3 separate regions of the Sus scrofa genome follow, and all the other regions are linked to region 1. Evidence: chromatin contacts called from public HiChIP or PLAC-seq and promoter capture Hi-C data. All regions are on one chromosome and are shown on one strand. Each heading gives the region's core, a stretch centred on a gene start, on an enhancer-like site or on the middle of the called end of the contact. The rest is flanking DNA. Distances are from core to core; before and after follow the strand shown.

The links. Promoter capture Hi-C pulls out the DNA fragments that hold promoters and counts their contacts. HiChIP or PLAC-seq counts read pairs in DNA pulled down with a chosen protein or histone mark.
Region 2: a promoter capture Hi-C map of fetal liver shows a contact between it and region 1, with 2.8 times the contacts expected there. The contact joins the promoter of PKLR here to the promoter of DAP3 in region 1. A contact is called at or near these places in 3 of 5 promoter capture datasets (fetal liver, liver and skeletal muscle), 3 of 47 Hi-C or Micro-C datasets (mesenteric adipose tissue, omental adipose tissue and retroperitoneal adipose tissue) and 2 of 2 datasets of contacts at active chromatin or transcription factors (alveolar macrophages and skeletal muscle).
Region 3: a contact with region 1 is called in an H3K27ac HiChIP or PLAC-seq map of alveolar macrophages, with 4 times the contacts expected there. The contact joins the promoter of FDPS here to the promoter of DAP3 in region 1. A contact is called at or near these places in 2 of 5 promoter capture datasets (fetal liver and liver), 1 of 47 Hi-C or Micro-C datasets (retroperitoneal adipose tissue) and 1 of 2 datasets of contacts at active chromatin or transcription factors (alveolar macrophages).

The regions. Positions count from the first base shown.
Region 1 is chr4:94,296,038-94,299,164 of Sscrofa11.1, reverse strand. DAP3 (28S ribosomal protein S29, mitochondrial) reads left to right here and starts at 1,684. Exons shown (of 13, transcript XM_021089714.1): 1 at 1,684-2,097. It overlaps ASH1L (histone-lysine N-methyltransferase ASH1L), which reads right to left and starts at 1,633. Exons shown (of 28, transcript XM_021089697.1): 1 at 1,489-1,633; 2 at 887-1,026. The coding sequence starts at 1,618.
Region 2 is chr4:94,535,301-94,538,427 of Sscrofa11.1, reverse strand. It overlaps PKLR (pyruvate kinase PKLR), which reads right to left and starts at 1,450. Exons shown (of 11, transcript XM_021089721.1): 1 at 1,345-1,450; 2 at 563-745. The coding sequence starts at 1,405. The region is part of intron 1 of LOC102165794 (a long non-coding RNA gene); the gene reads left to right.
Region 3 is chr4:94,512,039-94,515,165 of Sscrofa11.1, reverse strand. FDPS (farnesyl diphosphate synthase) reads left to right here and starts at 1,472. Exons shown (of 10, transcript NM_001185131.1): 1 at 1,472-1,653; 2 at 1,731-1,893. The coding sequence starts at 1,472.

The DNA.
Region 1 (3,127 bases), core at 435-2,934:
GTTCAGGTAAAGATGTTCTGGGCCTTCATATTTACACAATTCACTCTATTCAGAGGAACAAACTATTCTTAAGAATAACTGGTTATGACAAGTTTCTCCCATCCCTGACCACACACTTACATGCTACATTTCTAAAATACTGCTTTGACTTCTCTTTCCCAACAAGTCAATAAGGCACTCTCAAACCCTAAAACACACACACATATCAACCAGCAGGGAATATCCCAAACTTTAATTTAAAAATAAGCTAACTTATAAGTGGAACTACATTACACTTGTACAAATAAAAGCAAACTCTTCCGAAACACTTTCCTTTCTTGCATACACACACAAACACAGCCGCTATACACTAACAGACCATCTGTCTCCTAGACCAAAAACATGTCTTTCCATGCACAAACTAACCAGTAACATCTATTAAACTTATAACACGGAGACCATCCTGTAGTTTCAACAGCCAGTTGAGCGTGTCAGGGACACCACAGATCTGAACATACAGGTAAACTACCCTCAAAAGAGGATCATCCCTCCTGACACTCTTATTCCTTAACGGGAACAACCTGGCCTATGGGGGATGCTCCAATCGTGCCTCCACAACACACAAACTAACCTGTCAGGGGCACAGCGGGCTCCGCCTCCACTCGCTTACTTTCCCGCCCCCTCCCCCAAGCCAGGAGCCCGCCTGTCAGGGACACCCCTTCACCTCCGCCAGGAGGGACTTCCCGGTAAGCTCAGGATCCCCTTCCCTACTCTCCCCTCCCCCATCCTTACCACCGCTCTCCCGGAGGTCCAGGTCCGGGAGATGACAGTAGCTCCCAGGAAGCCAAGGACTGAGTCGCTGAGGGAGTACTTAGGCCCAAAGGCCTCCCCAGGCGGTACTACTCACCGTGTCAGAGGCCGAGGCCGAGAGAGATGAGAGTGCAGGGAAGTGGGGAAGAGGGGGCGGCCGCCACCAGGCTCCTCCGCTTCCCTTGGTCCACAGCGGATCCCTCCCGCTTGTCAGGAGGCGGCCAGCGGGTGAGCGGACTGGCGGAAATGCGAGAGAGGAGAGGGGAAAGGCGTGGGGCTAAGCGGGGGAAACTGAGGGGAGGCGGGTCCCGCAACCGAGACGGGGATCGTCTCCCCCTCCGCAAAGCGAACCCAAAATGGCGGCGGGAGCGGCGGCGGCAGAGCGGCGGCGGCGGCAGCTCCTTGGGAGGGAGGGAGCGAAGGGCGCCTCGTGCCCCCCCACCTCCCACTCCTCCCTCCTCGCGTTTTCCCCCTTCGTCCTCCCTCCTCACTCGACTCGGGCGGCAGAGCGCGCACGCCCGCCCGCACGCGCCAGAGTGTATCTGGGCTCGTCGCTTGCTGCTCCCACCAACCACCGCCTTCGGCCGCCTGGCGCGCCCGCCAGCCAGTACGCACTCGCTCTGGGGAGCCTCCTCGCACGGTCCCCCACTTCCCCTCGGCCCCTGTCAAGCCAGCTTTGGCGCGGGCCCTCACGCGTACCTTCAGCGGCGCGAGCCCAAGCCTCCTCCTCCACCTCCTCTCCTCTCCTCCCCCCCTTCCCCGCCCCCACTGCCACCAACCGCCGCCACGGCCGCCGCCGCCGCCTCCTCCCCCTCCGCCCCCCCCACATACCCTCCACCCCTCGCGCGTGCGCCTCCCACAATCCCCCCCGCGGGACTGTTCCATTCCCATTAGCTGCAGCAGCGGGGGAGAAAAGGACAGACGAAACGGGCAGAAGTTGCCGTTAGGATTGGAATTACCCCAGTGGCCAGTAGACACCTATGACTATTTACCTCGATGGCTGAGGCGCCAAGGCGACACGGCTCGCTCCCCCCACCTCGTCCTGGCCGCGGTGAGCGGCTCGGGGGCGGCCTAGCGCCCCTCTGCTGACAAGTAGTTGGAGGCCGCGGCGGCTGCGCGGTGAGCAGCTTCCTGCCAAACGACCCGAGCTTGCTTCTCTGCTGCGGGACAAGCGCTGTGGAGCCAGCCCTTGACTGTGCCTGTCGTTCACCGCATCAGGAAAGCGGATCCACGACTCTCGGTGAGGGAATGGACCTGCATGGGGTTGTACTCATGAAGGAGAGGAGTGGGACTCGGAACCTCCATGAGGTAGGGAGTGAAACCAGTTGGGCCGGCGACCCTCCTAGGGGGCTTCCTTCCGGGCTCCGTGTTGCGGTCCTGAAACCTAAAGAAGAACCGGTGCGTGGTCGGCTTTTTCTTTCTTCCTTTTTTGAAATTCTATTTTAAACCCATCTTAGATTGCTCGAATTTCACGCCACTGTCTATACGCGATGATGTTTCGTGCACTTTTATGCATTCCTCTTGGCTAGATGATATATTTTCAACCTCATTAGGCAGCCTGATGTTAGAGGATAAAGATGCCATACGTTACAAATTCAAGGTCTGGACTTGGTCTCTCACGTCTTGTGTGTCTTTCAGAAAGTTATTTTTCTTAATTCCTTGTCAACAAATGAAAAACTGAACATAAAAATTAGTTAACTCCAAATCTGCCTTCAAGGTTGGTATGTGATAAAATAAAATAATGTAGATAAAGAAGTATTAGCTTCTAGGCACAGGGAAGGTGCAAAGTGTAATGTTATCGTTTACAGTACTCTGGATGTTGATAAGGTTTGTGGGTGTAATTGGTAGTTTGTGTCCTATTCTTCCAAATCGTTATAATAAATGCAAAAGGAAATCTTTCAGATTTCTGTGGCTACTGATACTTGTTTCTCAAAACTGTGAATGAACACTTACTTTTTCTTGATGATTGAGTAAGGAGAACTATGAACTATTAAAATGTACGGGTATTTCTGAAGCTTTCTATTCAAATAATCTTTAGTTTCACCCAAAGTGTAAAACAGAATAAATCGGGGGAGGGATCCGCTTGGATATTCCGTTCCTTAACATCTATGGACTTTTAAGGATCTAGGAATAGTTTCAAAATCACTGTACTAGATTAATTTCAAGCTCTAAAGTTTAAGTAGACAGTCCTAAATGTTCCCTTTTCCATACTTAAGTATATGGATCAGGTTTTGTTTAATTGCTCTGGGTTTTTTTTTTTTTTTTTTAAGGGAAGGATGGAATCCCCTTTAATTACCTCACTATCCATATCTTTGCTTTTCCTAATCGTATCTTAAGC
Region 2 (3,127 bases), core at 201-2,700, 240 kb before region 1:
TCCCCTCCTCCCAGCATCTTCCTTTCTGCTGCTCTTCGCCTTGATGGTTTCCAGCCTCCTTGACTTAGGGCTTTGGCATTGACTGTTCCTGTTGCCTAGAACTCTCTCCAGACATCTGCATGGCTTGTTTTCTCATCTCCTTCAAGTCCTTGCCCAGGTCTAATTTTCTCAGCAAGAGCTACCCTGCCTCCCTATTAGCACTGCCACCTCCTGCCCTTGCATCTTGACACCCCTTACCATGTTTGATTTTTCTTTTTCTCATCCATAGTACCTATCACTTTCTAAAATAATAAATACATTTCTTATTTTAAAATAATGTATTATGTTTCTTAAGTCTTGGCCCACCCAGCTAGATTGTCAGCTCCCCAAAGATAAGGGGTCTTCATTTCACTGAACAACTCCCAGGGGCCAGATGCTTGTCTGCCTAGAGCTCAACAAATATTTGTTGAATGAATGACTCGCTCAGACAGGGAGAAGTCTGAAGGAGACAAAAGATGAGGAAGCATCTTGAGAAATACCCAAGAGGTCCCGTGATGCTTCAGCGGGAATAGGGGGTGCTTACCGATGGTGGCAATGATGCTGGTACTACGAGCAGCCACAGGCTCAGAATCGATGTCCAGCAGGCAGAGGTGTTCCAGGAAGCTGTCTGCCATAGCAGCCGGTAGCTGTTGCCGCTGGAAGAAAGCAGTGCCCAGCTCCTGGGTCAGTTGGGCTAAGCTGGCTCGCCGTAGGTACCCCGCTGGCCCTGCGGTAGAAGAGGGCTGCATGGGCACCTGCCTCTCCTCCTCATCTTTTCATCTCAGCACAGCCTCAGCGCTCCAGTTTTGGTTGTCTTTTTATGAGCTGGGCATTACACGTACGTTATCTTATTTAGTCACAAGGATGCTGGGAAGCAGGTACTGTTAAATGCTCTATAATTATCTGCATTTTAACAGGTAAGGAAACAGAGGCTGAGAAAGGTTAAATAAAGTGCCCAAGGTCATACCACTCCTACGTAAGAGATAGGATTTACGTCAAGGTCTAACTCTAGGCTCAAGTTCTTGACCACCCAGCTGTCTGATCCTTGTCAACCCTGGACTTCTTACCCTTTAGCTGCTGACTTCCTGCAGCCTTAGCCTCCATTGATATCTAGCTCACAGTGACCCTTCCTTTCCAGGCCCAGAATCACCCACTTCTCCCTCCTAAAGTCCCTGTTTTCTTCCTTCCAACCTCTGGCAATTGGCTGGCCTCCCCACCCCCTTGTCTGAGTTTCCTCAGCCTGCTCCAAGCTACTTCAGGTCCTGGAGCCCCTGTAGTTTGACACAGCCCAGCCCAGGGGAAGAGGAGCCCCACTGCCAGCCGCACCCTCCATGCCACTGCACGCCTGTCTATCTCTGGGGGGTCTGCTCCAGGATATCTGAAGCATGAGGGAATGAGGCCCAGCTGGGCCGGGGATCAGTACTGCATACTGGTTAAAGTGTCACCAGCATCTCCCCTGTCACTGGAGGACCTCTGCCCCAGGGGCCAGAGTCCAGGAACCACGGGAGTACCCAGTGGCTCCCGTGCTGCAAGCTTCCCTCTGCCCTGCCTTTTGGGGCTGAGAGAAGAGGCCCAGAGCAGGATCCATTACTAAACACAGGGGCGACTCCAAAGGCTGCAAATCCTCCCCAAATGCCTCCTGGCCAGCAGCAGATATGGATTATATGTACCCCCTGCCCCACTCCTGATTTTCTTTTTTTTTTTTTTTTTTTTTGTCTTTTGTCTTTTTTGTTGTTGTTGTTTTGTTGTTGTTGTTGCTATTTCTTGGGCCGCTCCCGCGGCATATGGAGGTTCCCAGGCTAGGGGTTGAATCGGAGCTGCAGCCACCGACCTACGCCAGAGCCTCAGCAACCCGGGATCCGAGCCGCATCTGCAACCTACACCACAGCTCACGGCAACGCCGCCGGATCGTTAACCCACTGAGCAAGGGCAGGGACCAAACCCTCAACCTCATGGTTCCTAGTCGGATTCGTTAACCACTGCGCCACGACGGGAACTCCGCACTCCTGATTTTCACCCTCATTTTCCCCTTCTCTCTCTCTCTCTCTCTTTTTTTTTTTTTTTTTTTGCTTTTTAGGGGTACACCAGTGACATATGGAAATTCCTAGGTAGGGGTTGAATCGAAACTACAGCTGCCAGTCTATGCCACAGCCACAGAAATGCCAGATCCAAGCCTCATTTGCCACCTACCCCACAGCTCATGGCAACACTGGATCCTTAACCCACTGAGTGAGGCCAGGGATCAACCTGAATCCTCATGGATACTAGTCGGATTCATTTCCACTGAACCACAACAGGAACCCCTCCCCCTTCTCTTCAATGGCATCTGTTGCCCCTTCTTACCTCCTGGAGCCCCAAACAGGATGGACTTGGCTAAATCCCTTTGGGACTTAGAGATGCATGACAAAAGCCCCAGGGGTTGCATGCTCTCCTGCACTGACATGCCTCCAATATGCGGAACTGGGGCTGCCCAGACTGTGGAGAGAGAAGGGGAGAGGATAACAAGACTGCTGGTCTTATCAAAGGGAGCCAGAGAAAAGAAAAGGGGCACACCCTGCAGGCTGCCCATGTCGCCACACAGAGTCCCTCCCCCAGACCTGCTCAGCCCTCTGGCGTTCTCCATCTCTCATCCATTTTTCCTGATAAATTTTCAATCCATTCACACTGTCTGGTCATCAGCCCAAATAGAGATTTTTTTCCCCTCATACCAGTGATATGGTTACTTTTTTCTTTGCACTGCATTTTTAAAAAAAATTTTATTGACTTTTTTTAAGGGCCACACCTGTGGCATATGGAAGTTCCCAGGCTAGGGGTCGAATTGGAGCCACAGCTGGGGCCTACACCACAGTCACATCAATGCCAGATCCAAGCCCCATCTGCAACCTACACCATAGGTTGTGGCAACACCAGATCCTTTAATCCACTGAGCAAGGCCAGGGATCGAACAAGCATCCTCATGGATACTGGTTCAGCTCTTAACCCACTGAGCCACAATGGGAACTCCTCTTTGCACTTTATTGACGTTAGCCCTGGGTGAATCTAGGAAGCAGGGGATCTAGGGTAGGGCCTGGATCCTGAAGAAGGGGAATGGGGAGCACTTTGTGGGGGG
Region 3 (3,127 bases), core at 223-2,722, 220 kb before region 1:
AGTGGTCCTTCTGGAGTTTTAGTAATGTGCCACTCAATTGCACAGGAAGATAATGAAAACTGAAATGTAGTAAAGGCAACAGCTGGGAGCGTAGGAAACTCCCAGCCTGCTTCCCATTTGCCACAGCAGCCTCTAATCTTGGCCCACTCTACCTCCTTCTAGCTGTGGGCCCCGGGGTGCTGCACTTCCATTGGCTGTGGGTTACAGGGCCTCATACTCATACGAGGGAAAACATCCAATCAGAGTGGCTCGTCTCCACCCTGCCAGTACACGCTAGATTGCGTTGTAGTTGTCCCTCCCGTGGCATGCCGGGAATTGTAGTTTACTGGGCCTTTCTGCCTATAGCGAAAAGAGATGGAGAACTACTAGTCCCAGAGAGCTGAGCGTTGAGGAGTCCGGTTTTTAGGCATACCCCAGCAATTCTCTGGATCCACAACCGGCATCCAGGAACAGGTGAGAGAGGTCTCGGGCAGGGAGTGGAGGCACGGGTTAGAAACTCAGCCTTACTTCTGTAGTGATACTTTGAGGCACAGGAGGACCAGTACGTTGTGCTGGAGTTCCCCCGCTTTGGGGGTTGGTGGGACCGACTGGCTAACCTCATGGATGTGAAAAACTCCCATCCCTGTCCTGTGCTTTCCTGGAACCCTCAGTGTAACTGCACATTGGTTTGCTCTTCTACTGCGAACTCTCCCCACCTGCCCACTGTTGTTCTGAGGTTGTCTGCATAGTTCTAGTCTGTAAAGGCTTAGGACACCCAGTCCCAGAGCCTCAGACCACATGTCCATAGCACCCAGGGGTTCCTGTTTCATGTCTCTTCATCTCACAGACTCTGTACCCCTCTTTCTGGCTACTGGGAAGACCTGGATTCTAGGTTTGGTACCCACGTCCTAGGTATCTTCCTACCTCCTAGAGGCTCAGCTTGACTTATATAAAATAGGTTGATTTAAGGGTCTTCCTAGCCCCCAGTTCTGAATTCCTTTACTCTAGACTCTTCTCTCTGTACTCCAGGACTTGGGAAGCAGCCAGGGGTGTAGCAATTCCAGAGAATCCCTGGAGGGGAGGCATTGATGGTTGAAAAGGATAAAGTTAGGTGGCAATAAGTTTTAGTCACCTTTTTTTTCTTTTTGGCGACACCTATGGCATGTGGAAGTTCCTAGGCCAGGGATCCAACCTGCCCACAACAGTGACAAGACTGGGTCCTTAACCACTAGGCCACCAGGAAACTCCAAGTTCTAGCCATCATATTTTAAGTGCAGTTAGTTTATTCTCAGTCACCCAGCTGTACTTTTTGTTCCCCACATTTTTTTTTTTCCCTGTAAATGCCCTCAATCTCATACCAGGAGAAAGTGGGGCCTTCTGGCTATGGAGGTAAAAGTTCGGGGAGGTGACCTGGGGAGCTGCCAACGTGCATCTGCCTTTGGTGCTTGCTCCTGCAGGGAGTGCTCAGTGCCCCTTCCCTGTACCACCCCCCATGCTGCCCCTGTCCCGCTGGCTGAGATCTGTGGGGCTCTTCTTGCTGCCAGCCCCCTGCTGGGTGCCCCGGGAGAGGTGGCTGGGTCCCCTACGGCGGCCCTCCCTGGTGCACGGGTGCCCAGTCCTGGGGGCATGGCACAGTGCTCGCTGCTGGTGCCAAGCGTGGACAGAGGAGCCTCGGTGAGTTTGGTGGGGGTGAGGGGCCTTGGGGAGGGGAGCAGCTGTTCAGGTTTCTGACTTGTCCTCCCTCTCCTCAGAGCATTTTACTCCTCCCTCAGAATGAACGGAGACCAGAAATTGGACGCTTATGCCCGAGAAAGGCAGGATTTCATCCAGCACTTCTCCCAGATCGTCAAGGTGCTGACTGAGGAGGACATCGGGCACCCAGAGATAGGAGATGCTGTTGCCCGACTCAAGGAGGTGAGGGATTTATGACTGGAGAGAGTCTTTGCTCTCTCTGCATGTGTGGGATCCAGCTCTGGCTTTTGGGGGACTTTTGGCAGGGGTGGGAGCAGGGTTTTACCTGAGCGTTTCTGGGTGCCCTCTGGAGGTGCAGGTATACTTAGCCCAGTAGTCCTGCCTGGTGGTTCTTTTGGGCCATCCGCACTGCTTTGAATAAGGGTGGAGGGCCCTGGGGGTGAGGCATTAGGCATCCAGAAATAATGAGGGGCTACCTTGGCAGGGACCTGGGAGGAAGGCAGTCTGAGATGGGCTTGGGTGAAGCTAGTGCATCAGAAACTCCTGCTCTAGGACAAGAACTATTGCTGAGATACTTAAGTTGCCTTATTGTTTTATTCCTTTTTTTTTTTTTTTTTTAAAGGGCCACAAGTGTGGCATATGGAAGTTCCCAGGTTAGGGGTCTTATTAGAGCTGCAACCACAGCAACACCTGATCCTAGCCATGTCTGACTTACACCACAGCTCATGGCAGCACCTGATCCTTAACCCACTGAGCAAGGCCAGGGATTGAACCTGTGTCCTCATGGATACTAGTTTGCGTGCATTACTGCTAAGCCACAATGGGAACTCCTAATTCTTTTATTCTTTTAGAGTATCTAGTAATTCTTACTATAAATGCTCTCTCATTTGTCTGAGGGGAACTAAGGAGAAGGGGGTGTGTCTACACTGGGATGGAGATTAAAAGGGAAGTCTTCCCAGTGAATTAGATCTAAGGGCAGCCAACGGCACAGAGGTCCCAGCAGGACATGCCATTGGAGGAGTGGGGGACGGGTCCTCCACCCTATGGTCTCCTCCAAGATTTCCTCTGGCCGACTTTGGGTGGGTGGGTGGGGGGGCTTTAATAAAGTGAGAGAGGCTTTTCATTTGCAGATAGGTTGAACTGTGGGTAGGAGGAGGGGGCTGGGAAAGGAGGAATGGACTGTGAAGGGGAAGCGTAGGAGAATTGGAGGAGACCCAAACACACCAGCCATTCCTATGTACATTCTCTGCATGGACAGAGTTCTCCCCGGGTTTGGGAGCAGATTTTAATCTCCACTATGGAGGCTTTAAATGTACTGAGGAAGACAACGCAGAGAGTGCCTGGGGCCTGGGGAACTTCCCTCTGTGCTCCAGGACTTGAAGGAAGAAGCTGAGTAGCAATTCCAGAGGCTGTCTGGAGGAGGGTGTGGGGTTGAGGATGAAGTTAGGGCTGGTTG